Linked DNA regions of Mus musculus: regions 1, 2 and 4 are each linked to region 3. The links are chromatin contacts, called in public ChIA-PET, Hi-C and HiChIP or PLAC-seq maps. All regions are on one chromosome and are shown on one strand. The core of a region is the stretch at or near the end of the contact, and the rest is flanking DNA. Distances in the headings are between cores, read along the strand shown. Region 1 has its middle 61 kb from the start of Ripor2. Region 2 holds the start of Ripor2 (RHO family interacting cell polarization regulator 2). Region 3 holds the start of BC005537 (cDNA sequence BC005537). Region 4 has its middle 39 kb from the start of Ripor2.

The links. Hi-C and Micro-C count contacts between places; a contact is called where the count stands out from the background. ChIA-PET counts read pairs in DNA pulled down with a chosen protein or histone mark. HiChIP or PLAC-seq counts read pairs in DNA pulled down with a chosen protein or histone mark.
Region 1: a contact with region 3 is called in a Hi-C map of uterus, with 3 times the contacts expected there. The contact joins the enhancer-like site here to the promoter of BC005537 in region 3. A contact is called at or near these places in 2 of 39 promoter capture datasets (hippocampal neurons and stem cell-derived epiblast-like cells), 2 of 484 Hi-C or Micro-C datasets (Sertoli cells and uterus), 1 of 115 datasets of contacts at active chromatin or transcription factors (extraembryonic endoderm stem cells) and 1 of 9 other capture datasets (liver).
Region 2: a contact with region 3 is called in an RNA polymerase II ChIA-PET map of effector CD8 T cells, with 49 read pairs. The contact joins the promoter of Ripor2 here to the promoter of BC005537 in region 3. A contact is called at or near these places in 3 of 39 promoter capture datasets (hippocampal neurons, neutrophils and pre-B cells), 4 of 484 Hi-C or Micro-C datasets (CD8 T cells, LSK cells, granulocyte-monocyte progenitors and 1 more), 6 of 115 datasets of contacts at active chromatin or transcription factors (effector CD8 T cells, embryonic stem cells, extraembryonic endoderm stem cells and 2 more) and 3 of 9 other capture datasets (adipose tissue, liver and pancreatic islet).
Region 4: a contact with region 3 is called in an H3K4me3 HiChIP or PLAC-seq map of the SCID.adh cell line, with 10 read pairs. The contact joins the enhancer-like site here to the promoter of BC005537 in region 3. A contact is called at or near these places in 1 of 39 promoter capture datasets (neutrophils), 3 of 115 datasets of contacts at active chromatin or transcription factors (the SCID.adh cell line, effector CD8 T cells and embryonic stem cells) and 1 of 9 other capture datasets (liver).

What each region holds. Positions count from the first base shown.
Region 1 is chr13:24,574,110-24,581,169 of GRCm38.p6, reverse strand. It overlaps a transcript of Ripor2 not described here. Among named protein-coding and RNA genes, the nearest start is that of Ripor2, 61 kb to the left of the region's middle. Within about 2 kb of position 4,764, at least 96 of the 459 cell types and tissues checked have an H3K27ac peak or open chromatin away from gene starts, as enhancers often do. A contact at or near this core is called in hippocampal neurons and uterus, where this site is marked.
Region 2 is chr13:24,634,992-24,641,491 of GRCm38.p6, reverse strand. Ripor2 (RHO family interacting cell polarization regulator 2) reads right to left here and starts at 2,844. Exons shown (of 23, transcript NM_029679.2): 1 at 2,556-2,844. The coding sequence starts at 2,604.
Region 3 is chr13:24,796,849-24,803,407 of GRCm38.p6, reverse strand. BC005537 (cDNA sequence BC005537) reads right to left here and starts at 1,751. Exons shown (of 5, transcript NM_024473.3): 1 at 1-1,751. The coding sequence starts at 27.
Region 4 is chr13:24,596,447-24,603,401 of GRCm38.p6, reverse strand. It overlaps a transcript of Ripor2 not described here and the pseudogene Gm11346. Among named protein-coding and RNA genes, the nearest start is that of Ripor2, 39 kb to the left of the region's middle. Within about 2 kb of position 3,716, at least 96 of the 459 cell types and tissues checked have an H3K27ac peak or open chromatin away from gene starts, as enhancers often do. A contact at or near this core is called in the SCID.adh cell line and effector CD8 T cells, where this site is marked.

The DNA of each region.
Region 1 (7,060 bases), core at 3,515-6,014, 230 kb after region 3:
CAGTGAGCCAGAACACATTCTACATGTCTTATGATGCCTTTGTCAGGCATTTTATCTTGGTAGTAAGAATCGTGACTTGACACATGAAGCTTGGTCTCAGAGCCTCTACTTCTGTTTAGTTGAGAAGTTGCACTGGAGTCAAACAGGGCGACGGGTGATACTGTCCTTCTCATACTTTGGCCCAGTTGCAGGCCACGCCTGTGGGAGGCAGCTGTATCTCTGGTGGCGGGGTGGCCGGGGGGGGGGGCAACTGTATCTGTGTGAGTCAGTTGTACACCATGCCTATGGGAGACAGTCTTCTAGTTTCAGTTGCGGCTGACTTAGTACGTGTTTCAGAGTGCTCATCTTCAGTTGTGATCATCTGAAATTCTGGAAATTTCTAGAGTTGGAAATTCTCACAAGACACAGGAAAATTAGTGTGTCCGTGTGTAGCTATTCTTTTACTATTTTGTGGGTTATTTATTTATTTTTACCAACATTTATCCCCCTGGTTTCATCCCCTGCCAGTAGATAGGAGAGAAAGAAGAATAAGGGGGGGGGGGGGAGAGATAGAGATCTCTGGACCTAATTTTTCTTCTTGTTTCTTCTTTACTTGTAGCTGGTCTTTGCTACTTTGTGGGTTCTTCTTTTTTCCCACCCTTTATCCCCCTGGTTTCACCCCTTATCACTGGATAGGACAGAAAGAAGGATGGAAGAGAATCTTTCCCCTTGTTTCTTCTTTGAGCATGACTACTACTAAGCCCACTCCCTTCAATGACAAACAAGTACCCACTCACCATCTACTGGGGTCTTAGCATTTATAAACCCTCTAAAAAATTCTCAGAATGCCAAAAGCCATACAATCGCAGAAGCCATCTGCACCCAGCAAGTCTTTGCCTCTGCTAGAATATGAGGCAAATGATAAATCAACGGCCGCGAAGCCACCGCACATCCCCACACCTGGGATTAAAACAAAAATATATTATAGTTCTGTGTTTTTTTAAAGAAACCAAAAAATCCTGAATTCTCAAAAACATTATTTCATCCACAGGATAAGTACAGGCCAAATGGAGGGGTTTCTGTGGTACTTACTGCCAATGCAGGGGTTTCCTACCAAGTCCAAATTCTACATTCAGATGGCAGTGACAACAGTGTTTGCCTTCCAATAATTCAGTAGCCATTCTTTTATTAGTTTACAGTTCTTTAGCTACGTTTTATTTTATAACATTCTTAAAAATAAGAACATCAATGGCCCACCAACAATATTTTAGAAAAGTAGAGAAAGACCCCACTCTTCATAAAATAAAATCATGAGACACAAACTTGAAAATGATCAGAGCTAATAAACTGAGAGAAAGCAAGTTTGAAAATATGTGCAGAAAATTAGAACCAATATCCATAAAATAACTAAGCAAGTTTGGAAAGGAGCACTTCTGAATAAGAAAATAGCAAAAGTGAAAGTCATATGAATATTTGATTACTGACAAATTAAACACTGAGGAGAAAATAAACTAGTGAAGTCAAAGTAAACTGAGCGCAATGTCCACCTTAGCAAAGGGAGACAAAGGAAGAAAAGATAAAAGGAAAAGCTTAAAGACATGAAAGTTACCATGAAAAGAGCTGGGTATGATGACTGAGGTAGGAGCATGATCGATTCAAACCAGCTTGGTAAAATTCTGAGAACAGGCTGGAGTTGGGGAACAGGGCAAAACAGTTGGGGAACAGGGCAAAACAGAGTTCAGAATATATCTTGGGCTCACAGGGTCTTAAAAAGCTGACTGTGATAGCATGTGTCTACATTTCCAGTTCTGGGAGGTGGCAATAGGAACTCACTGGGCAGTTCAGTGGTGAGCTCTGGGTTCACTAAGAACTTTTCCTCAAAGGAATAGGTAGAGAGTAATCAAAAAAGACAGGGACACTGATCTTTGGCCTCCACATATGTGTACACATATGTGCACACATGCACATACAAGAGCACATACAAACATGTACATATACCGTACAGACACACAAATGAATTTATCACTGTTATTATTTGGAAACAGAGTTGAGATAAAATGCAATACAACAGAAATAAAAACTACCATCAGTATTAAGTGTTGATAAAAGCACAAAGGCACTGCTGGTGGGAATGGCAGCATACGTGGCTGCTCCAGGGACCAGGTTGACATTTCCCCTCAAACTAAACATTCACTCACCACCCATACGTGAACACTGAGGATACAGCAATGTCCTATGGTAGGTGAATTGCTAAACAAGATATATCCAACCAGACAGTGGATGTGGAAGGAGGGAATCTGGACACCAAATAAAGCAGGCAGATCCTGAGAGCCACACACTGAGTGAAAAAAGCCATGTTCAAAAGGACATCTGCAGTACCATAGACTTATACCGTAGTCTCACATACAAGACAATCTTAAACTGATCAGAGATGAGGACAATGAATGAGGCTAGGGGAAGTGGTGGGTAACTCTGAAGGTGTCCCAGGAAGGATTTCTTGGGAATACTCTGTATTTTATTTGTGGTGGTGGGTACAGGCTGACATCTGCACATCTATGAAACAGTATCCTGCTTATATATCTATACTTATATCTATACTTATATCTATACACACAGACACATACACACACCAACATAGACACACCCACACCTATACCCCCACAGACATAAATGCACAGAGATATCCATATCTGCATACACACACACAGACACACACACACACACACACACACACACACACACACCCCTATACCCATACACCCACCTAGCCTTTCTTCCACTTCTACACTTTGGATCAGTGTTGGTTTTTAGGTTTTATCATAGATATATGAAATATGACCATGTGATAAAAGGGTCATGAGATCTCTGCACTGTTTGTGCAACTTTCTGTGAATGTATAAATTTTACAAAATAAAAGTTAGAAAAAGAAAGCATAAGGGGCAGGCTGGCAAGATGGCTCAATGGTTAAGAGCGATTGCTCTTTCAGAGGTCCTGAGTTCAAATCCCAGCAACCACATGGTGGCTTGACAACCACCCATAATGAGATCTGAAGCCCTCTTCTGGTGTGTCTGAAGACAGCTACAGTGTACTTATGTATAATGATAAATAAACCTTTGGGTCTGAGTGAGCGGGGCTGACCGGAGCAAGCAGGGTTGACCAGAGTGAGCAGAGGTCCTAAAAATTCAATTCGCAACAACCACATGAAGGCTCACAACCATCTGTACAGCTACAGTGTACTCATATACATTAAATAAATAAATAAACAAACAAACAAATCTTTAAAAAAAAAGCAAGCAAGCATAAGGGAACTGTGCATGGCTTTGCACTTGGGAAGTAGAGGCAGAAGGATCAGAAATTCAGTCATCCTCAGCCATGTGTTGAGTTGGAGACTGGCCTGAGCTACAGGAGACTCTTGTTTATCCTGGATAGGTTAATGTCAACTTGACCTAAGCTAAAGTCATCTGAGAAGAGGGAATCTCAACTGAAAAAAAAAAAGCCTTTGTAAGTAGGATATGGCTGTAGGCAAGCAATTGTGTATTTTCCTTCTAATTGTTACAATTAATTAATGATTTATTGGGAGTACTTTGTCCATTGTACTCATTGAAATCTCTGGGCAGGTGGTCCTGGGTTCTAGAGGAAATTGGGCTGAACAAACCATGAGGAGCAAGCCAGTAAGCAGTGCCCCTTCATGGCCTCTGCATCAGCTCCTGCCTCCAGGATCCTGCCCTGTTTGAGTTCCTGCCCTGGCTTCCCTCAGTGAACTGTGACTTGGGGATACGTAAGCCAAATACACCCTTCCCTCCCCAAGTTGCTTTTGGTAAGGGTATCACATCAATAGTAACCCTACCTAAAACATCATCTTAAACAAAGCCAGAAAGAACAACAGAAGGTTAGAGAATTTGTACTACAGATGAAGGACACATGTTACCCAAGGGCACAGGAATCCTTGGACGAATTAACACGTATGGATAGGATTGTAGTCTATGTCCTTTCTTCAACTTGCTTCTTTCTCGTAATGGTGACAGTTCTATACAGGTCGTTTGTTTTTTATTTTTGTCTTCTCAGAAACATATCTTCTGAGTTAGCATGCTCATATCAGTGTGTAAACCCACATCTGCACTTATGCACTCGGGTGTCAGTTCCATAAAGGGATGCAGAGAATTCTGTGTTTATCTCAGCCCACTTGGTTGTTATCTGGAGAGTTGAGACTACCACCGTTTTAGAGAAGGCGTGGGTATCATCTTTCCTTTTAATTGCTACATGAGGCATATTGGCTACACATGGTAGTCTGTGGGAGGGGTTTGAGAACTGGAGAGAATCTGCACACTGTCTGCTGTGGTCACCATGGCAACCAAAGGATGGCTGCAAGGCAGGAGTCGAGGAGAAGCCTGCCCAGTGGGGCTTGGGAGCTCCAGGTCTCCCAGTCTGCCTCCACCAGAGCAAGACTGATGGAGGTCTTTCCTCTTTCATTCTTCAGACTCCAAGTGAAAACGTCTAGCCAAGTGCAACTTCAGGCTCCCTAAACCTTTGGCACCCCTCTCCACAGCACTAGGTTCTCACAACACTCACATGGCCAGGAAGAGTGACATCACCCTTTTACATCTGCCTGCTCATAATCTCCTGTCTTGACCATATGGTGCAGTAACAGGCACTCAGCAGCTGGTTTTGCTCACCCACAGTGTCACTAAAAGCCTGTCACCTATGCCTTCATTCTGTGTCCATCCCTTAACCTTGGTTCAGGCTTTTGATTGACACCCCTCCCCCCGCGCCCCACGCGCACACACACATAGGCATGAGAATCACTAACACGTGTATGTCTGCCAAAGCTAGCTCAGTGCCGCTTCAAGGATGAAGTTATTGAGATTAAATCGCTTAAAATCACCTTGGATTCAAGGAAGAACAAAGTCAGGACAGAACACAGCCCTCAGCCTTCCCCCTGCCCCAGGTGAGAGCGGTTATCCACAACCGCAAGAAGTGACCACCTCCTGAGACCCTGCTTGTCCCCCTCAAGCAATACGAACTTCTTTGGACCACTCTTCAGACGCAGAACTGAGACAACGAGGAGACCTCGAGCGGGGCTGGGTGATTGACTAGACCTCTACTCCCCACTCTCCCCTGTTCTGTACCCAGAGATGGACTTGAGTGACTGCCCCTTTCTGTTCTTCCCAATGTCACCTGATCTCCACTTGTCTCCATTCCTTGTCTCTTTAATTGGCTGTTGGGATGGCTGGACAAGCCTTACCTGGTGAGAGAGCTGGAGCCAAGGTTTTTACTCCAGAGCTGCAGTTATAGAACCCATTTTAGCAAGCCCCCTCAAACCCCTGTTTTGCAGAAGTTGGGTGGAACTGAGGGCTTCCTACACACAAAGGAAGTGTGTTTCCCTGGGCTGGGCCCTCAGCTCCTTACCTGCTCAGAACCTATCCTAGCAAACAGTTGAAACACTTCTTTTCTCCCACTTCTCCCAAATTGTGAATATTACCTTTAACCATGAAAACTCTTCGGTCCACGGCCCTGAATGCCAGGCTAGACGGTGATATTATATGTTTGAAAGGAGTTGGTCTCTCCGGTCTGTGGCTTCTTGTTCCCTCTCTCCCTGGCCTCCATGCAGACTGGGCTGTCTCTTTCTAATTAGCCTCTGGTACCTCCAAACTCTCTCCTCTCCAAACCATAATTTATGTCATGGGAAGAGTCATCCTAAAATAGCTTGTTACTTATCTCTTCTGGAAGGCCTTTCCCGGCCACACACAACCTATAATTTTAAGTACAGGCAACAAAGCAGTAAACTAAAACCTCCACTTGCAAGATGTTCTTGCTGTCCTTCTGCTGATGATGGTCAAGGTCATCTCGCCCTCAGATCAGGTTTCCTTCTGCCACACCCAAGGGCAGCCAGCTCCAGGGCTGGAGGCTGAGGGCTGGGACTTTGCCTCTTTGGACTTCCCATTTTACGGGCACAATGAGTTCTCTTAGTGGTGCTTTGCTTGGTTGTTCTGTGGGAATGCTATCATGTAAGTGCTAAGACAACACCTGTGCTGAGAGCATAAAATGACAGGAGGGCTTTTGAGGTTTGGGAAGTTCATGTGAGCCTGTAGACCTTGGCTATGAGAACAGCCCAAGTAAGAATTAAAGTCTGCATGTTTGGCTTCAAGTGGACTCTTTGTGGCCCAGGAGGGCCACCAACTTGCAGTAATCTTCCTACTATGGCCCCCTTAGTTCTGGGACTATAGGCATGGCCTACCATCACCACACCCTCTTTGCTAAATTAACCTGTGTATGTGAGCGTGAGCATGAAAGCCCATTACAGAGGAGAATCTGGAGTTTCAGTCCTTACACCCAGCCTTGGTTGAGGTAGAGTCAGAGTCCCTGTCTGTCCATCTGGCTGGCTGTCCATCTGGCTGTCTCTGTCTTTCTGAGATAGCCCTGGATGTGCTGGACTGCATAGAGATCCAGAGGACTCTGTCTCCAGAATGCTGGGATTAAAGGCCAGTGCCATCATGTCTGGCCTGGGCAGAGTCTCTTGGTGCTTACAGCTGTGTACACCAGGCTGGTCAACCTGTGAGCTTTCAGGGATTCCCCTGTCTCTGCTTCCCATGTCTTATAGGAAGGCCAGGGTTATAGAGCTTGCTGCTATGAACAGCTTTACATGAACCCTGAGGATTTGAACTCAGGTCCTCATGCTTGCATAGTGAGTGTCTTAGGGTTTTACTTCTGTGAACAGACACCATGACCAAGGCAAGTCTTATAAAGGACAACATTTAATTGGGGCTGGCTTACAGGTTCAGTGGTTCAGTCCATAATCAAGGCGGGGACATGGCAGCATCCGAGCAGGCATGGTACAGGAGGAGCTGACAGTTCTACATCTTCATCTGAAGGCTGCTAGTGGAAGACTGACTTCCAGGCAGCTAGGGTGAGGGTCTTAAGCCCATGCCCACAGTGACACACCTACTCCAACAAGGCCATGCATCCTAATAGTGCTACTCCCTGGGCTAAGCATGTACAAACTATCACAGTGAACAAATGCTTTATTTGGTGAACCATCCTTCTGGCCCCTCTCTTGCTTTTTCACCCACTAGGGACTCCATAA
Region 2 (6,500 bases), core at 1,595-4,094, 160 kb after region 3:
TAAACTCTTTAACCCCAAAGGACCATTGTAAGAAAGCTCTGATCATTAACTATGAAATCTGAAGGGTATATTGTCTACTCTCTATAGCTACCCTTCTCTGTTTGGGTCCTCTTAACAGAAGTGGGGTGTAATAAAATGAGCTCAAAATGTAACAAGAGGGACTGGGAAGATGGCTCATTTAGTAAAGTACTTGTCACACAAGCATGGGGACCTCAATTTGATGCCCAGTACCCACGTAAAAAGCTGGACATGGCAGTGCATACCTGCAATCTTAGGGCCAAGAAAGCAGCGAGTGGGAAGTCCCTAGAGCTCTCAGCCACTTAATCTTGCTGAATTGATGAGCTTCAGGTTCAGTGAGACTGTCTTAAATAATAAGGTGAAGACTGACAGAAGAAGACACCTGAACACACACACCCACACACACTCACACTCACACACACATTCACACAGAATGGAGGAGGGGCAGGAAGGGAGGGAGGGACAAAGAATAACAGAAGTGGTTGGGTTCATTTAGAAGGAGGCACATGGTTAATAATGTAGCTGAGTCCTAGGGTCTATCCTGGTGGGGATAGTTTCTTGTTAGTGACAGAAGATTTAGTCAGCACGCCTATCATGACCCCATTCCAAAGCCTGGACACTTATATAGGTGTAGTTCCCCAGATCCAAACAATAGGCATAAAAACCTCCTCCTTGGGGCATTCACTCCTGAAAGCAGACAAGTCCCTTCTCTGCTTCTCTGCTAATCAACAAAAGGAAAGGAGTCAGAGAACCTGTGTTTTGGTAATCAGGCTTCCGGGCAAGGCCTCTGGCCGGGCTAACAGCCTTCCCTCTCTCGGGTTTGGCAGTCTCTATATTTATATTGAGGACAAAATATTCCTAGTGAAAACATCTCACATCAGAGTGTCAGAGGAAGAGAGCAACAACACCCATCAGGGGGCTTTTGGAAAAGCAACACATGTGCTATGTTTTGACTAAACATATTCTCCAATGTTCTTTTTCAGATGGTTGGGTGCAGTCAGCTTTTAGACAGGCAAACGCATTAACTTCTAGGGCAAAGGCCACCTTGTGGCTGGATCTCCACTCTTGGGACGTCAGCAGGAGCTCTGATGTTGTTGGAGGTTGGACTGAGTAGACACCCCCCTCCCTGCCCTAAGATTTATTGCCGCAAAGCGAGGGTGCCTACTTTACAGGTAACTGCTGGAGATTGGATTGAGGGTGCTGGTTCTTTGCAGGAGTTGTGCCCTGACCTCTCTTGCTGTAACAGCAGATAGAAGGCTCTAGTGGAGCTAAACCTTATGAATGGGACTCTCAGAGCCTGCTCTAAGAGAAGTAGGCTAGTAGGAATACTGGGTGAGGGTGGGAAGGAGGAGCGAGGCAAACCTGACCCAGAAAACTCTCCCAAAACAAAACAAAACCATCCAACCAACTAACATCAAAAACAACGAAACAGAAGAAGGAAGAAATGACTGTGTCAGGAAACAATGGGCGGGTGCTCATATTTGCAAGGGGAGCTGAGAGGAAAGGCAGCTTGTGTGTGTGTGTGTGTGTGTGTGTGTGCTTTAAAGACAATCACATTGTTCCCCCAGCTGAAGTGTTGACATTTCTTCACAGTCACTCATGCAACATATAGGTGTCCCCCAGACCAGAGCCTATGGGCTGTGGATCCCACTCTGCCCCACCCCCACTCCCCAAAAAACATTGCTAGCTTCTCTAGGATTTCGTCTTGTTTTCTCACTCAGGAGCTGTGACTGTCCACAGTCCTGTCATTCTCGCACCTGAATGGCTCTGCTTAGCGAATTCCAACGCCCGCCCTCTTCTACAGCGAGGGGTCTGCATCCCTATCCAGGAAACTGTGGGAGGGAGCTATGAGGTAATAAATAGCCTGAGGGAGAACTACAGAACCCCCCCCCCACCCCCCGCGCACGTTCAATATCACAGACACCTGCTAGGGTTAGAGTGTTCCCCAAGTGTGACCCCGTACCCCAGTCTTTCCAAACACAGGTTGGCATCAAAAACAACACATTTCTTTTGGCTTGCCCTCTTCCCCATTCTCACCGGTTTCACGTGGCCAATTTGGAACAGCTGGGTCCCAGCCAAGCTCAATTGCTCAGTCTGGAGGCACATGAAGCCCTTGGAAATTGCGATCCTCCCTCTGAGCTGGATCACCCATCGCTGCTGGGTGCCCGGAAGTCTTTCGGAAGCCAGGGTTCATCCACGATCCCACCCGCGGGATCCCCTGTCCCTGACAAGCCCCTACCTTAGGTAGTGCCACAGGCTTCTCTAGCCTTCTCAATCGGTCCTTCCACAGTGCGGGACATCCTTTGGGTCGGCCTGCGCTAAGTGCACGGCCCCTCTTCCTTAATAACTTCCCTTCTCGTCCCAGCCCACATCAGGCTCCCCGGATTCGCCAGGACCTAGGAAGCCCGGACACCCAAGGGTTCTTCTTAATATGCCAGGCTCATTCAAGCCCAGGACACTCCTCCATACACCCACCTCATGCCGGTGGAAACCAAAATCAGCCGCAGAGAATGTGTTTAAGAGGCGCGTGCACCTACCTGCCGAGAACGCTCCTAGTGCCCGGAGACGCTTAGTACCGGGTGGCATGTACCACCTCGGCACCCACGCACCGCCCCTCGCTGCCGTGCACCTCCGGCTCCGCGGACACCGGTGCTCGTTCCTCCCAGCCAACAGGGAAAGGTCCGAGGGTAACAGTCGTGGCCCCAGCGCTCGGGCGTCGCACCAGCTGCCGCCGCGCCGGGTGAAGTTGCGGGGCCAGAGGACGCGCGGGTGGCAGAGAGCGGAGCGAGCGCGGTAGCGGAGAGGGCGGTGGGGAGGCGCGCACGCGGGGGCTGGCGCGTCACCGGTGGGGGGGGGGCGAGGGAGGAGGGCGGGTGGAGACAGCTGCTTGATGGTCCCTTCAGCCCGACTCCTTCAGGGTGCGCTTGGGTGCTTGCCTCCAGCTGATCGTCTGCCTGCACGTCAGGCTCTGGGACACTAGCTTGTGGCGCAGCTTAGAAGGACTCCGCCGCAGGGGAGTTGAGACCAGCCGGACACGGAGCATTAGAGGAGATCTCAGCTGAGACAAGAGTGCCTGTGCAGCCAGCCTTTGGGGATCTCAAAAAGGGCCGTGCATTGCAAATGATGAGATGGGGGAGGGTTGTGTGCAGTGGTGAAGAGTGAAGTTCAAGGCTCAAGGCAGGAGTTATGTTGAAAAGCCCGGTTGGAGAGGGCCTCTGGGTACAAGTACCCAGGGCTTGTTTCGACAGAGGTTTCACTATGATAGGGAGAAGCAAGACTTTTGTTTGACTTTGAAACCTCTCTTTTGGTGTGAATTTGAATTATACATAAGGCTATAAAATGTAGGTGGGTCTGACAGACAGAAACATTCCATAGAAAAAGGACCTTTAGAAGCTGAGTGTGGTGGCATTCAAGAGGCTAAGGCAGGAAGGCTGCTGTAAGTTCGATGCCAGCCTGGGTTATATATAGTAAATCCCAGGTCAGCATTGGTAACTAGGCTATTATATGTGTGTGAGTGAAGAGTATGAGGTTGGGTATTCTAAGGACCTGGAGCCCAAGAGTGGACTCTGCGTCCATCCTTAGGTTGGCAGTCTTCCAGGCCTCAGTTTCCTCCTCAGGGAAACTGTCTTACTCATACAATTGTGTATTTACAATATGTAAAATCAAAGTGTCCCACAAATTCATCCATCACATTCCAAGCTGAGACCTAGTCACTTTATGAGGACATTAGAATCAAGAAGTATAAACCTTGACCAACAAAGGCTAGGAGAGGAGTCTATGGCAGCATCAGGAAACCTGGACATCCTTAGACCTGGAAAACGCAAGCAGCTGAATCACACCCCACCTAAGGATACAGCCAGACTTCAGGGATCACCCAAGGAGGAGCACTGTACAGGCCTCTCACCTGGACCACGAGGCCATGGCTTGAGAGGAGCTCAGACAGGCTACCCTTGCCAGCTGCATTCTCCAATGCCCTTCTCTCAACTCAACACACTCCCCATCAGGAAGCCACCTTCCCATGTGGACATTCCTTCCTAGGAGGAAAGCGTCGACTACGACTACACATGTGACAGCTTAGCACACAGAGGGCAAGCAAGCTCTCTGTGTGTTTCCTCATGGGTGTTCTGCTCAACAAGCAAGTCCCTAATGCATCAATCCGTACAGAACTAAACGTAAGTTTATGGCGATCTTCTTATCCCCTGACATTAGACTGTTTACACCTGGCTGTAACCTTTCAGTATTTTGATTCCCACTTTATAGGCAGGCAAACTAAGGTTACAGAGAGTTAGCCTAACTTGTCCAAGATGACCCAGCCTCATCGACTTTAGATGCTCATGCAAAAAAGAGACATGGCTTGTGGGGAGACATTCTTCATGGCACACCCATCCTTTGGAGGACACAGCAAAGCCGGGCTTGGATTCCTGACGAGTGGAAATTGTGAGTTAATGCTGTGTGTTCTTTTAAATGACTGTATGTTGATTTCTTAGGCAGTGATAGACAATAGTCTATCTACATTGCAGAAACAGTGGCCTTAAAAAAAAAAAAAACAACCCTGTAAACCACAATGTGACTCTTCTGTGGCTTTAAATCCTGCTTCAGTTCCCTATATGGAATACAGAATAAAACCCAAAGTCCACACTGCTGGTGATGGTTAATCTTCATCATCAGGTTGGTCGAATCTAAACTCACCTAAGCAGTAGACCCTTGGACCAGTCTGTAAAGGGTTCCCTAGATAAGTTAATTGAAGTGGAAAGGCCGGCCTTAGATGTGGATAGCACCTTCCATTCCTGGGCTGGGGCTCTGGTCCGAATACAAGGAGAGAAGGTACTTGCCACCAGCACTTCCTGGCCATGATGGTCAGTATCCTCTCGAATGGAGCCAGGTATTTGATCATAGCAACAAGAAACATAACCTCAGCACCACTGCTAACAAGATCCTGGTGAGCCAACCCTTTATAGATCTCCACTATCTCCAGGGCCTCTCTCTGGTTCCTCAAACCTTCGCAGCCTTTTCCTGGGTCATCGCAGACCACTGGCATCTTTAGTACATCCATGTCCCCAGTGATCATTTCCATCCCCACTTGTCTTCCAATGCTGACCATTCTTTGCCTGTCACTAATCTGTGAGCTCACGGGGCAGGGACCATTTCTGCCTTACCCACTGTGTCCCAGGCCTATCAGATGGAAGATGGATAACTGCATTCTGAAGCAGTTCCTGAGTCTACAAGCATTTCCTTTCCCTTGTCAGCCTGGCTTATCTCCGTCGGGAGAGCCTTTGCCCACATCCAGATAGCAGCAGCCATTTATTCACACTCAGTTAAAAAGCCCCCAGCTATCTCCATTCCCTCCGGCCCCTTGTCCCTTTCCTGTCCTCTCACTTCTGAACTTCCTAACAGCCAGATCTCAAGATGCCTAGAACCTCTACCTTGAGTAATATTGCAGGTACTGAAGTGTGATTGCTCCAAACAGTGTTACATTTCCTGGGCTCAACTCCTCAACCTGGGGCAGAACTGAAATTGCAAATAAATAGGAAGTGGGTTGAGCAAAGTGCCACTTTGAGCTGGTTCCCCAGGCAGTGTGTATATGATGGAAGGGTAGATCCTGAACCCAGGTCAGTTTCCTCTTTGGACTGGGATCTGTCCTGGATGACTGTAGCCGCTATGGGTCCTAGCACAAATCCTCCTCAGACAGCAGGTATGAGCATGAGTTACGGATGGACGGAGCATCATAGGTCTAACGAGACAGAATTCGTTCCTGATAGGGCCCTGTGGTTCACATGCCAGAGAAGTTAAGTGATTTGTCCGTCAGGGCAACCAAATTAAGAGTACACAGAAGAAGCCAGGCACCTCAGTCCAAAGCTCTACAGCAGGCATCTCCACCTACTGTCTCTGCTGAGATCTCCAGAGTCCCCATTCTTGAAGGGGTGGATTTCTCCTTATTTCTACTTTCTCTTGTGGTGTATTTACCGCTCCCTAAGCAGAATTCAGAGCATTCCTATCCGCCAAGGGCATTCTTGTGACTTTACCCAGGGAAATAATGAAGCACAGATCTGTTCTGTTCATGGAAGCAGGGGTACTCTGGGAACCTCCTCACTAGGAGACAGTTACATTTCCTCATGCCGGCAGAAAGGAATGGTTCCTGGAACAATTTGCTTTATGGTCCACTTTAGGATACATGATCTGCCCCCTCAATTTCTGAGACTCCACTTCTCTTAACACGAAGGAATCTAGACCACACTCATTCCTATGATATTGCACACAGGTCTGTATGTAGGTTGTGCCAGTGCTATGTTGGTAAAACAAAGCAAACCAAACAAACTCCATCCATTTATAATAAGACTCGTGCCTTCAGCTCCAGGCTTCACCTTCAAAGTAGGAGCCTTGTCACGAATACCGTCACCACTTAGCACTGTCACACTGTCATGGGTGTCTCTCTCATCTCAGATGGAGGACTCTAAATTCATGAATATGTTCTCCACTCATGT
Region 3 (6,559 bases), core at 502-3,001:
TTTCTTCCGGGAGTTTGGGTCCCCCATTTTGAAATACAGGTGGTACTAAAGCCTTTGGAAATTGTCACTAAACTATGGGCACTTTTTCTTAAGACTCAAGTACAACAGAAACAAGTCATTTTTTTTCCTGCTAATATGATTGAATAGCTAAATCACAACTGTAACCCCCAAACTGCACCTTCTAACAATATTAGCAGACTGTCATACCACAGGGTCAAGAAACAAAAGTTGCTGTCCAGTCATGTTTGGACAATAATGTTTGGGGGTTAGATGGGGAAGGTGAAGGGGAAGGAAAGAAAGAGGAGAAAAAAACTTGGAACTAACTTTCTGGAAAACACATGTGGCTAAACTGCCAAAATAAAAGCCATTGAGGGGAAAATGAAAAACCGATCATCAGGATTTAGGTGCGCAGTAAAACACAGCTGACACCGGTCCAATCCTTGAAACCCATTCGCATAGTCCCTTTTCAGAAAAGGGATTAAGAAATTGAGAAAAGGGAGGGAAAATTGTGATGTTGCTTCCCAAATACAGGGAAAAAAAAAATACCCCCCCCAAAACAAAAAACCCAAAAACTGAAAACCACCAAAACAGGGTAGGTGAATGAAACTGAAATCCCCAGTTGGATTTTACCCAGCCAGATCCATGGCTGTAGTACCTGATTAATTCTTAGTTATTTCAGATTTCACTACTGCTATGAACTGTCAGTGCTTTGCTATTGATTACACTTGGTGGTGAGCAAAGAGAAAAGTGCAAAATCAGCAGAGAAAGAAGGGGAGAGGTACAGGGTTTCCCTGCAATCAACTACAGTGTATACCGGGGGTGGACAGCTGTTGCCCAAAGGAGTCATGAGAAAAAACAGCGGAGTCATTACCAACTTCCCCATCACCCACGTTTTCACCCTCAGGCGGCTGCGAACGCTGCTGCCAAGGAGAACCATGATGGCAGAGGGAAAGGGGGGTCTATTAAACGGTATTAATAGTTATTCCGGCTCTGTGATTAGCCCTGATTAATGCCCGGGATCCAAGCACCCTTAGCCCTGCGGTGGGTTCTACATTCCCCGGGGAGCCCTCCGTATAAATTTGACCCCGTTCAAGTTCGGGATGGTAGGGAGTTCGATTATCTTCGTGTGAGCATGGCTGAGGCTAAGGTGGCGGGTTCTCCCACGTCCCAGGCCGGGCCCGGGGATCACCTGCCTTCGACCCCCAGGTCCCACCCACAACCCCTGGCCTTCAGCGGCAGCGACTCACTCGCACCACGGGAGACACTGGATCACTCGGGTTCTCACTCATTTCAATGTGGAAACAATTCCCGCCCGGGTAGAGGAGGCGGGAAGAGAGTTAAGTAGGAAGGATCAGTTGGGAGGAGGGGAAAAGAAGAGAATAATCGTGTTAATAATAATTACTTCTTAAAAGGAAGCCCACCCTCCCACCCCAAAAAAAAGCAAGGAATGAAGTTCCCGGGTTCTAGATTCGCTTTTCCCGTTCAACAGCCCATGTTTCCCGAGTGGGGGCGGCTGGGTGGTTTCCCAAGGGGACAGAGAGGCCGGGATCTAGGCGGCAGGGCGGGGTCCCCGCGGAGAGGAGAGCGGGACTCGCAGGCCGACCGTCGGTGGGCCGTCTAGCCGCAGCCTGCGGGCGGAGCGGCGGCTGCGGAGGAGGAGGCGGCGGCGGCGGCGGGGGCGCTGCTCGTGGCGCGGGCGGGAGCCATGTCAAGAGAACACGACGGGCCGACGGAGCCCCTCCATGCCCGCTGCGCTGCGCTCTGTGGCCGGGCCACGCGCGCTGCTGCCGCCACTCAGCCCCCACCTGGGCCCCATAGTCGGGCTCGGCGCCCCGGGCGGCGACGGAGGGAAGGACGCGGCGCGGGGTTGGTAGGGGGAGGGGGGAGACGGCGAGGAAGAGGAAAGCGCGCGGGAGGGAAGAGGGAAGGAGGGGAGCCCTGCGCTACGGCCTGTCCGCGGAGTGAGCCCGGCAAAGTTGTCTCGGTTCGAGCGTCGGCTCCCGAGGCCTGCTTCGCCCAACAGTCCGGTTCAGGAAGATAGTCCAAGAGAGAGCCCCGACGGATGGGGGGAGAGAGCCGCAACGGAGGAGGAGGTCGAGCGTCCGCGGGGCCACAGCCTCGGTTCCCCCACCCCCCGCACCGGAGTGGCTTCAGAAGCAGCGGCTGCCGCTGGAACCTCCCGGGTCCGGGGCTGAGTCGCGTTTGAGGAAAAGAAACAAGAACAAACAACTTAAAATGGCAGCGACGGCTGCTGCGTCACCCGCCCCTCCGCGGCACCGCCCCGAGCGCTCTACGCCTGCGCGCGCCCCGGACGCTACCATCTGTGGCAAAAACTGAAGGGGGAGGCGGGAAAAGAAGCGTGAAGGTTTTCACAGTTATGGAGACAGAAAAACCGAAAAGCTAGTAATGTGTGACATATAAAAGTCGGTATAAATAGTGAGTAGCTTTGAAATTAGGCTTTCAGTAAGATACTTCTTTTCCTAGGGGTGTTTGAGAACACACATTTCCCCTATTTATCAATATGGAAAGTCCTAAGGCGTGGCAAGGGTCTCCCGCCACTCCCTCCGCCCCTCTGTCCCTCCGTCAGGCTGTCCAGGTCTCCCCCGCCCCGTCCTTTTACGTCATAAGAGCACGCCCCCTACGCCCTCCATGACGAAGCGGAGAGAGTAGCTCCACCCTGGGCTATGCTGGGGAGCGGTAGTTGGACTTAGGGGGTGGGGTAGGGTGGGGGTCCTGTTAAAGCAGCGGTTCTCAACCTGTGGGTCGCACCCCATACGGGAGAATCCAATGATCCTTTTATAGAGGTTGCCTAAGACCATCGGAAAACATTAACATTCATAACAGCAGCAACATTACAGTTAAGAAGTAGCAACAGAAATTTACGGTTGGGAGTCAGCACAATATGAGGAACAGTACTGAAGGATCTTAGCAATGGGGAGGTTGAGAATCACTGCTCCAGAGATGCTCAAAAGCCAAAGCCGGGGAAGTGGGCGGAAAAATGGGTGTTGGAAGGGCCAGAGTGAGGAAGAAACCCGGAAGACTGAAGGGTGGTTAGGGTCATTTTATTATTCCCTAGAAGTCGGCCAGTTGGCAACAACGGAGAAATCATTTCGAGTTAGCGGAATGAAGCTTGCTTGCACCCCAACGAGTATAGCCTCAGTCCATGCGCCTCTATCCTCACCCCTCTTCCTGCACCACCAAGGCGAACGGACCTCGGGCTTTAAGCGACAGAAGCCCTTGTATGCGTTGTTGCTAGGATCGGAAGAGGCAGCCGAACTCTACGTGTGATTCCTCCACCACAGTGAACAGGGATCCCCGAGAACCTCAGACCTACGTCCCATCTTCTCCTGACTCTCTATCCTCAACGGTAAATGGGACACTGGAACGTTTACTGCTGAATCACGCCGTCCTTGACCCCAAAGAGCGCTCATTCGGTTTGTGAGACTCTGGTGTGATAAAAACGAAGTTACATAATTAATCAGCGAAGGTTGATACTCCACATGAACAAAGCCTGGGTGCTGCATTCCTGACTACTCGGTCGAAACTTTTAAAAGTCCAGTCTCCTAAATAGCTGCTTTTCACTTCGTGAAATCAAAATCTATTAGCTGCAATCACCCTTTATCCATAAGCCAAAGAAAATAAATAAAATCCTATTTTTATGTTTGCCTGCATGCATACTTGTGCCCAGACACCAGAAGAAGGTATCGGATCCCCTAGAACTGGAGTTCAAGATGTACTAGGGCCCATTCTTCAATGTAAGTTCTCCAGAACCAAGGTTGGCATTCCTGATCGTTCCAAATTAGTTCCAACATGAGTCAGCCATAGTGGCTGTAATCCGAGCACTCAGGAGGCTGAAGCAGGTTTGTTGTGACTTCGAAGTCATTCTCCTTCAAGGCCAACCTGGAATACCACAGAAACCCTGTCTCCCCTCCACCACCACCTCCACAAAATAAATATAAATAAAACCAGTGTGGTGACACAGGTTTGTAATTCCAGAATTGGGGAGGCTGACACTGGGTAATCGCTGTTCAAGGTTAGCCTAGTCTATATAACATGTTCAAAGCAAGCCAGGGCTATATAGTAGGACCCTATATAAAAAAATAGAAAAAAAAAAAAAAAAAGAATGACTGGGAGAAGACTCAGTGGGTACAGGCACATGCTGCCAAACCCTACTTGAATTGATCCCAGGACCCACCAGTGTGTCATGAGCACACACACCACTACATACAATAAATATAATTTTCAATTAAGATATATATGTAATAAAACTTGTAGTACTCACTTGGTGATTTATCCCGCAATCATATGACTGAAAAGCTCACATGTGTAAAACAACATTTTAGAGTTGAAGGTATGAACAAGAATATGTGTATACATGATCATGTTCGAGGCCTTTATAGAAGTGAGCACATTTGTTATCGATAATCTAATATAGATACTGTAATGGTGTTTGGGATGTTTGAAGAGTAGCGTAAGCATCACCGTCTCACCATAAGAAGAGCCAGTACCCATTATTAGTCATTCCCCTTCCTGGCCCCAGGAAACCACCAACTTATACTGTTTAAGTTTGCCCTTTTTAGGACTTTATGTAAATGAAATACAGTATATAATGTTTTGTGATTAGTTAAGATCTATTCATAATTTACCAATACTTAGTTTCCTTTTGCTGATGAATAATATTCCATCTTAAGGCAGGCATTCTATTTTAACCTGTCCTTCAGCTGTTGAACATTGTTCCTGCCCTTTGCTGCTATAATGCTGTTATGAACACTCAAGAGTTTTGTCTACACACGGCTCTTCAATTTCTCATGGTTAGTAACCTAGGAGTAGAATTTCTGTGTCATCTACTTTCTGGCTATTTTTTTATGTCTTTATTAGAAAGAATGTCTATTCAGAGGGTTTTTTTTTTTTTCCTATTTAAAATTTGTTATTGACAAGTAGGAATACATTGCAGGTATTTTCTCCTGTATATATGTTTTTTTGGTTTGATTTTTTTTTTTTTTTTTTTTTTGGTGATACCCTTCATGGTATAAAAGTCAAATTCATTATTTTTTCTTGTGTTTGTACTTTTGGTGTCATATCTAAGATCAATGAAGAATGAATTTTTCAATCAATGATTTTTTATGCTGCTGTAGTAACTATAGGCACGGAGAGGCAGCTGGGCAATATGGTAGGTATCTGACACAGGAGGATCACATAGAACCCAAGAGTTTGAGGCACCTGAGGTTAATATAGAGTCCTAGCATCAAATCCAAAACATAATCAAGATGGAAAAATGTTAAGGAAATTTGTAGTTTTTAGTTTCAGAACTGAAGATAGCTGGTAAAGAGCTGAACAAACCCTACAATCTGTGTTATGTAGCTCAGCCAGCTGAAATGAGCCACAAAACAGAGGTAAGGTGCCTTAAAAGGGCTTGGGGGTGGGGGTTGGGAGGCTGCTCTGGCTCAGTTTTCTCTGAAACTTGGAAAGGCAGTAAAACACAGTGAGCAAAGGAAATTAAAAAAAAAAAAATCTCTGACCGTAATGTTCTCCAGGGAAATTAAAATGCTGTGAATTCATTTTTTTTCCCTGGGGAAGTTGGAAAGATGGCTCAGTAAGTAAGTGCTGATGTACAACCACAATGACCTGAGTTCAAATCCCCAGCACGTGGGCATGGCTGAGAGTGCCTGTAACCCCTAGCACTGTGGTGGCCTGAAACAGGATTGCTGGGGTTGGCTGACCTACAGCCAAGCTACTGATAAACCCTGCCTCAAGGGAATGAGGCAGAGGCTGGCAGAGCAGGGCACTTGGTGTCCTCCCAGGGGCACTTGCGGCATGTGCATCCTTTCGTATGCCCCCAACACACATAATAAGTAAGGAAAGGAAGAAAGGAAGAATGAAAAAAAGAAAGAAAAGAAAGAGAAAGAAATAGGATTTGATAGGAATGGCTCAAATCACACCTCCAACACTAGATAGGTAAGGACAGGATGATCAGGAGTTTGGGGTCATCTTCAGCTACATCAGCTATGGAAAAACACACACTTATGTTAGAAACTACCTATTTTGAGTTAGGCTGCTCCACACAACAGGATTGGTAGAGCCATGATGGTGGCACCTTGGTTAAAAATAGCTGTTTAATTTCTTCTGGGTTATTTATTTAAATTTTTTTAGCTAAGAAGGCACATGTTATTTAAATATCCTGGGTTTGGTGGCCAGTGCATTTAATATACTGGCCACGGTGCTCACAATCATCTTGAACTCCAGTTCTAGGGGATCCGATACCTTCTTCTGGTGTCTGGGCACAAGCATGCACGCAGGCAAACATAAAATAGGATTTTATTTATTTATTTTTAAGTAACAGGGTCTCACTATGTAGCCCAGGCAGCCTCCCTACTGTTGGGAGTAGAAGAGTTCATGGTCACATCATCAGAGTTTTGATTTATACTCCCAGATACACTAAAACGTCTTTGGTGGAAAGGCAGATAGCATAAAAGGGTGTTATGCTTTCTTTTTTAGAAAGGGCCCTGGGACCCCTGGGTTCAAGTATCCTCCTACTTCAGGTTCCCAAGTGCTGCCAATA
Region 4 (6,955 bases), core at 2,467-4,966, 200 kb after region 3:
TTCTTACAGAGCACTGCAAAAAGAGGGAAAGGCTTCAAACCTCATGGATGAAGAGAAGGAGGCAGCGGCTGGGCCGATGTGCAGCCAGTCTTTGTACTCGATGCTGCACAATTGAGATATGACCCCATGTCAATGCCAAACAGCCTGCTTCCGGCAGCACTCTGTGGCTGAGGGTTGTTATTTATAGGCTGGTACAACTTCCCTGATGTTAGAACCAGGGTGCTGAGTGCCAGCTGTTCTTGGAATGGCACTGGAAGCTTGTCTCTCACTGGGTGGTGTCTGATAAAGACTTTGTGCTAAAGTAACTTGTGTAGACTGCAGATCTAATCTGAAAACAGTCCTGGGCAGTTCTTGTTCTGGCTGGATGACTGTGAAGGGGGTGTGTTGACAAGGCCTGCCTTAGAAGAGAAATACTTACTGCTTGATTTCGTTTTGGCTTTAAATACAGGGTCCTACCTTGTACTTCTGGCTGAATTAGTATTGTCTGTGTAGACCAGGCTAGCCTTGAATTTATAGCAATCTTCCTGCCTCAGCCTCCTTAAGTGCTGAGAGTACAGGATTGCACCACTGTGCTAGCCCAAATCATTTGTTTGGTTTGTGTGTGTGTGTGTGTGTGTGTGTGTGTGTGTGTTCGGGGTTGACCCAGGGCCTCATGCCTGCATACAAGGCAAACACCCTCCTGCTAATGTCTGTCTCTAGGTCCTGAAACCCTCTTGGGAAAATGTGGGTCTTGCATTTGGTGGTGCACTCCTGGGTCCTAGGGTGCTGTATGATGATAATATTAAAGAGGATAATGGAGCATGCTTTCCTAAGGACTCAGGGATGCAAAGTCCTTGATTCTTTTGAGGTAAGGAAGGAAACTCGTTTTATTGATAGGACATTCAGGACAAGGAAACTGGGTGACAGGGCACGTGTCCTGTGGCAGTGTCATTGAAATGAGCCGGTACATTTTCCAGGGCTAGTGACTACAACTGTAGAGGCTTCCTACAGACATGACTGAACCATTCCATCTACATGAAAGGAAAATAAATTCAGGTGCAAAGCCAGAAGGACAGGCATTCCATGTCAGAGCTCAGGGCACATGTCACAGCTCGGGGCACAGGGCTTCATGCTTGGTTCTGGGGTCTCAAATTTCCTACTTTCTTTGCTGATCCTTCAGTCTTGGAACTAAGTCTCATAGCCTAGCCTTGACACTGGACCCAAAAGTCCAGGTCTGGTCTCTCAGTTCATAAGGCAGTCTACCCACTCTAGTGTGAGGCCTATAAGACAAAGACTATTTGAGACGCTCCCTGGAGGCCTGATGCCAGTCAGTCTTCACAGATATTTTGGACGTTTTCCAGATGAACAAGCCATCAGTTCCCAGACATTCTCTGAGGATCACCAGATACGTAGGAGGGTCACGTCAAGGAGGGATGACATCTAAGAGAGCAGTGGCTACCAAAGCATAGGTCAGGATGGTTGGTAACATTCTTTACATGTAGGAAACTTGATTACACTGTCCAACCTTGTGTGAAAGGTCCATCACTACAGGGCTTGACCCAGAGAGTCCCAGTGGAAAGATGTACTTCTGATTAGTCATCCTCAGTGTCCATAGTAACTGGATCCTGGATCTCTGGGAAACCAAAACCCATGAGTGCTCATGGCTTCTATATATTAATCACATATAACCAGCACCAACTTCTCTACCGTGTAACCATCCCTAAGTCACTTATAACACTGAGTAACGAAAATGCTATGTGGATGCCATGTTGCTTTGGGGAAAAGTAACAAGAAACGACTGCCCATGTTCAGTGCAGATGCAGTTTGCATTTCAAGTATATTTCTTTCTCCAGTGTGTGTTTGTGTGTGTATGTTTGTGATGCATGCACATGTGTATATGTGTGTTAGCATGGGGGAGGTACCATGTGTACGGATGTATGTGTGTGTGCATGTGGAGAGCAGAGAGTGGTGTAGGGAATCATCCTTGTTGGCTCCTCCACTTTACTCACTGGGGAAAGGTCTTTCAGTCAAACCCAGGCTCGCAGGGAAACCCAGAGCTTGTGGATACGTCTACTGTTGGGAGCCAGGTTCCTCTGGGACTCTCCCGTCTCTACCTTCTGAGGCTGAAATCACAGTCAGGCCACCACACCCACATGGCATTTACATGGGTTTCTGGGGATCTGAACTCCCATTCTCACACACAGAATTTGCTGGCAAGTGTTTAACCATGGGAACAGTTCTCCAGTCTCACAAGTATTTTATCTATCTATCTATCTATCTATCTATCTATCTATCTATCTATCTAAGAATCAAAGCATGCATATAGGATACAGAGGACATACATTGTGCCACCCCAAGTCCTGGTGCAAGAGGGCTGAACAGACATGTTCTCTTCTAATCAGTCATCCAGCGCATGAGTTGACATGATTTTGTCTGCCAAACATGGGACTAGGAACCTCCAATTTTATTGACAAAGATATTTCTCCCAGGAAAGGGTGCCACTGAAAGCAGCTTACTAAAGAATTCTAAACATGTTTGTAGTGATAATACACTTTTCTCTACCATTTTCTTTCCACCCTTTGCTGTTGTTTGGGGATTCAGCCTCATTTTTGATTTTCCTAGTTATTCCCCCATTTTGATGTAACAAAAGGGAACTAGCCAAGTGTGATAGCACAAACCTGCAATTCCACCAGCTGGCAGACTGTGGTAAGTGAATCTTGAATTTGAGGCTGTCCTGGGCTACACAGTGAGACCCTGTTTCAAAATCTATTTTGGCTGCTTATAGTGGCTCATGTCTATAATCCCAACACTCAGAAGGCTGAAGCAGGAGGATTGTCATGTGTTCAAGGACAGCCTGGGCTACACAGTGAGTTTTTAGGCTAGCCTGGGCTACATAACAAAATCTCCTTAAAAATAAAAAGAAAACAACAAGAACAAAAACTGTTTAATATACACATATGCCTACATGTACATATATGTATGTATATATATGTATGTATATATATATGTATATATATGTGTGTGTATATATGTATATATATATATGTGTATATATGTATATATATGTGTATATATATATATATACACACACACACACACACATACATACATACATTTTTTTCAATGATGGGGATAAAAACTAGAGCTTTATGCATTGTAGGTGAGTATTCTACCACCGAGCCACATTCCTAGCCCTGAAAACTGTAAAATGCTTAATAGACAAACATATATATACATTACAAATGCTCTGAGGAAATACTGCCCATAAGCACTCATACAATATTTTGGTGGTAGCTATTTCCAGCATTGGCTTTGGCAATTTCTGAGCATAATTTCCACTGGTCTTCTATGCACAGTAGCCATTTTGGAGGGCACAATCTAGTTCTCTTTTCTGCACAGCACTGGAAAGAGGGCACATGGGAACGGAACTTGTGGTGAAGGCCACCTTGCCACAGAGCGACCCCGCCCTGCCTACCTTCCTCTGGATCTAGTAGTAAATAGTTGTGTATGGTAAATACAGATTCTGCAGTGAGCATTGCCACATCGCTATCTCTAATGGAATGAACCGGATTGTAAAATTTACACCTCTTTTGAAATGCGATGAAGCAACAGAGTTCAGAAATAGGAAGCACACAGTCGCTGGACCACATTGTGCTCTTTTGCACAATGTGCAGGAGCCAACATGAGAAAGCTACCGCAGAGGAAACAGCACAGCTGAGGCTGCAGGCTGTGTGGTCGGAAAGGTGCGGGCAGGAGTGATGCCCCACCCTTCCAGCATCCTCCTGTTGTCGCTCTCAGCCTCTTCAACCCTGCATTATTCTTTTCTCCCCACCATCCTTTCAACATTCACTGGGCACCCAGCCCTGGATTCTGATGACAGTACTCAGAGTGACATGCTGATGGAGACTAAAGAGGAGTTCTGACCAGGGGCCCTGATTTGCAGTGTGTACTAATGTCTATAGCATGCATACTTTCTCTATTAATTTCAAAGAAACCTAGCCTTGCTGAACACAAATCTGGGTAGGGTTACTGTACTGGGTGTACAGTAGCTCACCACTTGATGGTGTCTCTACCATTGCACTTTACAATACAATATTAATGCTAATGAAGGCGCACTTTTGTGTGAGAAACAGGAATATCCATCTCTTGGTTTTTAGGTTCCAGTGTAGTAAGTGGAGACTGATGGGTATCAGACATTATGTAGCATCGTTTTAAATCTTATTTATTCATTTCTACATTTGTAGAATTTAATTTTCAATCATGGTTATTTTAACAAAAGAGCTCACACTATTTCTTTAATTTTTACAATTGCCCCAAATAGCCGTGCCCACCCTGAATGGAGTTCTGTCTGACCCAGGAAGGTTCCAGCCATGTCAAGCAAGGAACAGAAGGCCATGAAGTAAAGTGCCAAGTGCCCGAGGGTAGATAAGACCCTCCATCAGAAGACTCCAAGAACCGAGATGCAGTCAACCCTGCGGACAATCCAGTAGTTGGTACCAGTGAGATGGGCAGTCATTGCTCAGATTCAGATGTGCAAGAGGCCCCGAGCCTGTTCAGAAGAGGATGCAGGATTTCTAAGGTGATGCTACTTAGTTTCTTATGGAAAAGAGGAAGCAGTTTGAAAAGGATGTAAATGCCTCTTTCAGAAACCTGAATGAAAGCCTCCAGGGTATTCTGAAAGCTCAGCAGAAGTCAAGGCAGGAGCTTGAGTCTGTGTACTGTGAAAGGTATGGGTCCCTATACCAGAAGTGTCTAGATGAGGTGGGCAGCACAAGGGGCCAAGAAGAACACCTCGGTTTTATAACAGCAGCAAATGAAGATTTTACAGACAGGTATAGCAGATCATGAAACCAAGCTTGAAAATACTGAAGATATGTCTGACACATTTTTGAAGAAAGCCAACGACTTGAGTAAACATCGCAGACCCCTTTTTGGCAGTCAGCAAACAAATGTAGAGAAGGAAATCTCGAAGGTACAGGGCAGAGTTACCATGGAAACTCAAGAACAAGATGTATCTGTTGTTGAAAGGTACCTTCAGTCCCTGATCCTTGACCACTCTGAAGCTCACACATAGGGTGCACAGGGAAGAGAGCATCAGCCATGCTAGAAGACATTAGTAGTCGCCAGTGCGGCTCCTTTCTCTTTACTCTGTTTGTTACAGTTGAGACTGAGACTCTGTTAACCATTAAGTGAAGCCCCAGCAGTCCTGTGAGAAGCAACAGCTAAGTGTGGAACATCCAGGACCATGACAGCAAGAGAGATACATTCTGCAGTGTGGCAATTACATTTTGGAAACAAATGTCATTTGATTTTGTGGTTGGTTCTCTGTCTCTTCCCTAAAGTGAGTGTTACCTTACTTATTTTAGGAAGAAGTGAATAAAGATAGGACCTGTAAAAAAAAAAAAAAAAAAACCCAAAAACCCAAAACAACAACAACAATCCAAAACCAAAATCCAAATAAACAAACAAAAAACATGGCTGGCAAGATGGCTCAAAGGGTAAGAGCACTGATTGCTCATCCGAAGATCCTGAGTTCAAATCCCAGCAACCACATGGTGGTTCACAACCATCGGTAATGAGATCTGACACCCTCTTCTGGTGTGTCTGAAGACAGCTACAGTGAACTCATATATAATAATCAATAAATTTTTGGGCCTGAGCGGTCAGAGTCGACTGGAGTGAACGGGGCTAAGCAGGACTGACCAGAGCAAGTAGAGGTCCCAAAATTCAATTCCCAACAACCACATGAAGGCTCATAACCATCTGTATAGCTGCAGTATACTCATATACATAAAATAAGTAAATTGATTAAAAAAGAAAAACAATTGCCCCTTATAAGTAGGTCTGGACAGGATTCCAGCATTGTAGTGGACAAAAATTGAGCATGAGGTCTGCTCCCTGAAAGCTTTAAGAAGACATATGACCCAGGTGAACGGTAGTAGTCATAGAGTTGATGTGGGTGTACCATAGAAGGAAGTGCTGGGCACATTCATTGGTTGACTAGATTGCTTCATCTTCCCATTCCCCATGTCATACTGAAAGCTCTAGTCCCCTAGTTATGGCTATATCTGGAATATGAAAGTAAAGGTAAACGAAGTCCTAAGGCTGGGGTGGGGTGGGTCCCTGATCTAATGCAACTAGTGTCCTTGTACAAGGATATGCCAGAGAGCTCCATCTTTAAAGCATACACCAGGAAGTAGGGCAGCTGAGGGCAAGAAGGGAGCCCTCACAGAATCCACTGTGATGTGTTTCAGTTCATGCAATGCCAAAATATGGCACTGTGGCATTTAAAGAAACAGCTCAGTCTGAGGAAGATGAGTTCTGGCTGGGAAAATAGCCTGTGATAGGGACTGCCCGGCTTGTATGAAAGCTCTAGCTACAGCCCCTTAGTACTGAAAAATAAAACCAACAACAACAAAGGTGAACTGGGTTGGTTTCACCTTCCCCTTGTCCTTCTCCAAAGCCAACATAAGACCCCCGCTGAGAAGTCCGTTCTCTGCACAAGAAGGAATGTTCTTCTATTTATAAGGAAGATCTACTTATTGTACTTATAGGAATATACTGTAGCTGTCTTCAGACAAACCAGAAGAGGGCATCAGATCCCATTACAAGTAGCTGTGAGCCACCATGTGGTTGCTGGGAATTGAACTCAGGACCTCTGGAAGAGCAGTCAGTGCTCTTAACCACTGAGCCATCTCTCCAGTCTGAATGCTCTTATTTTTTACAGACACAGAGAAACTCAACACTCAGCTACCCCAGCTCCCAGCGTAAATCAGACTTCTCTTACCCAATCACCTCTCTGTTCAGCTCTTCATCAGTCCATAGCATAAGTAGGCACAGGTTTCTCTGTTTTAGAACAAAGAGTTTTCATTCCTGAAAACCCTTGTGTCCTGTAGGGCTTATATTAAGTTCATTTGAGTGTTTTTCTCTAGTTCTTCTGTCTCTGTATACAGGGGTCTCAGCTATGAACTTAAAC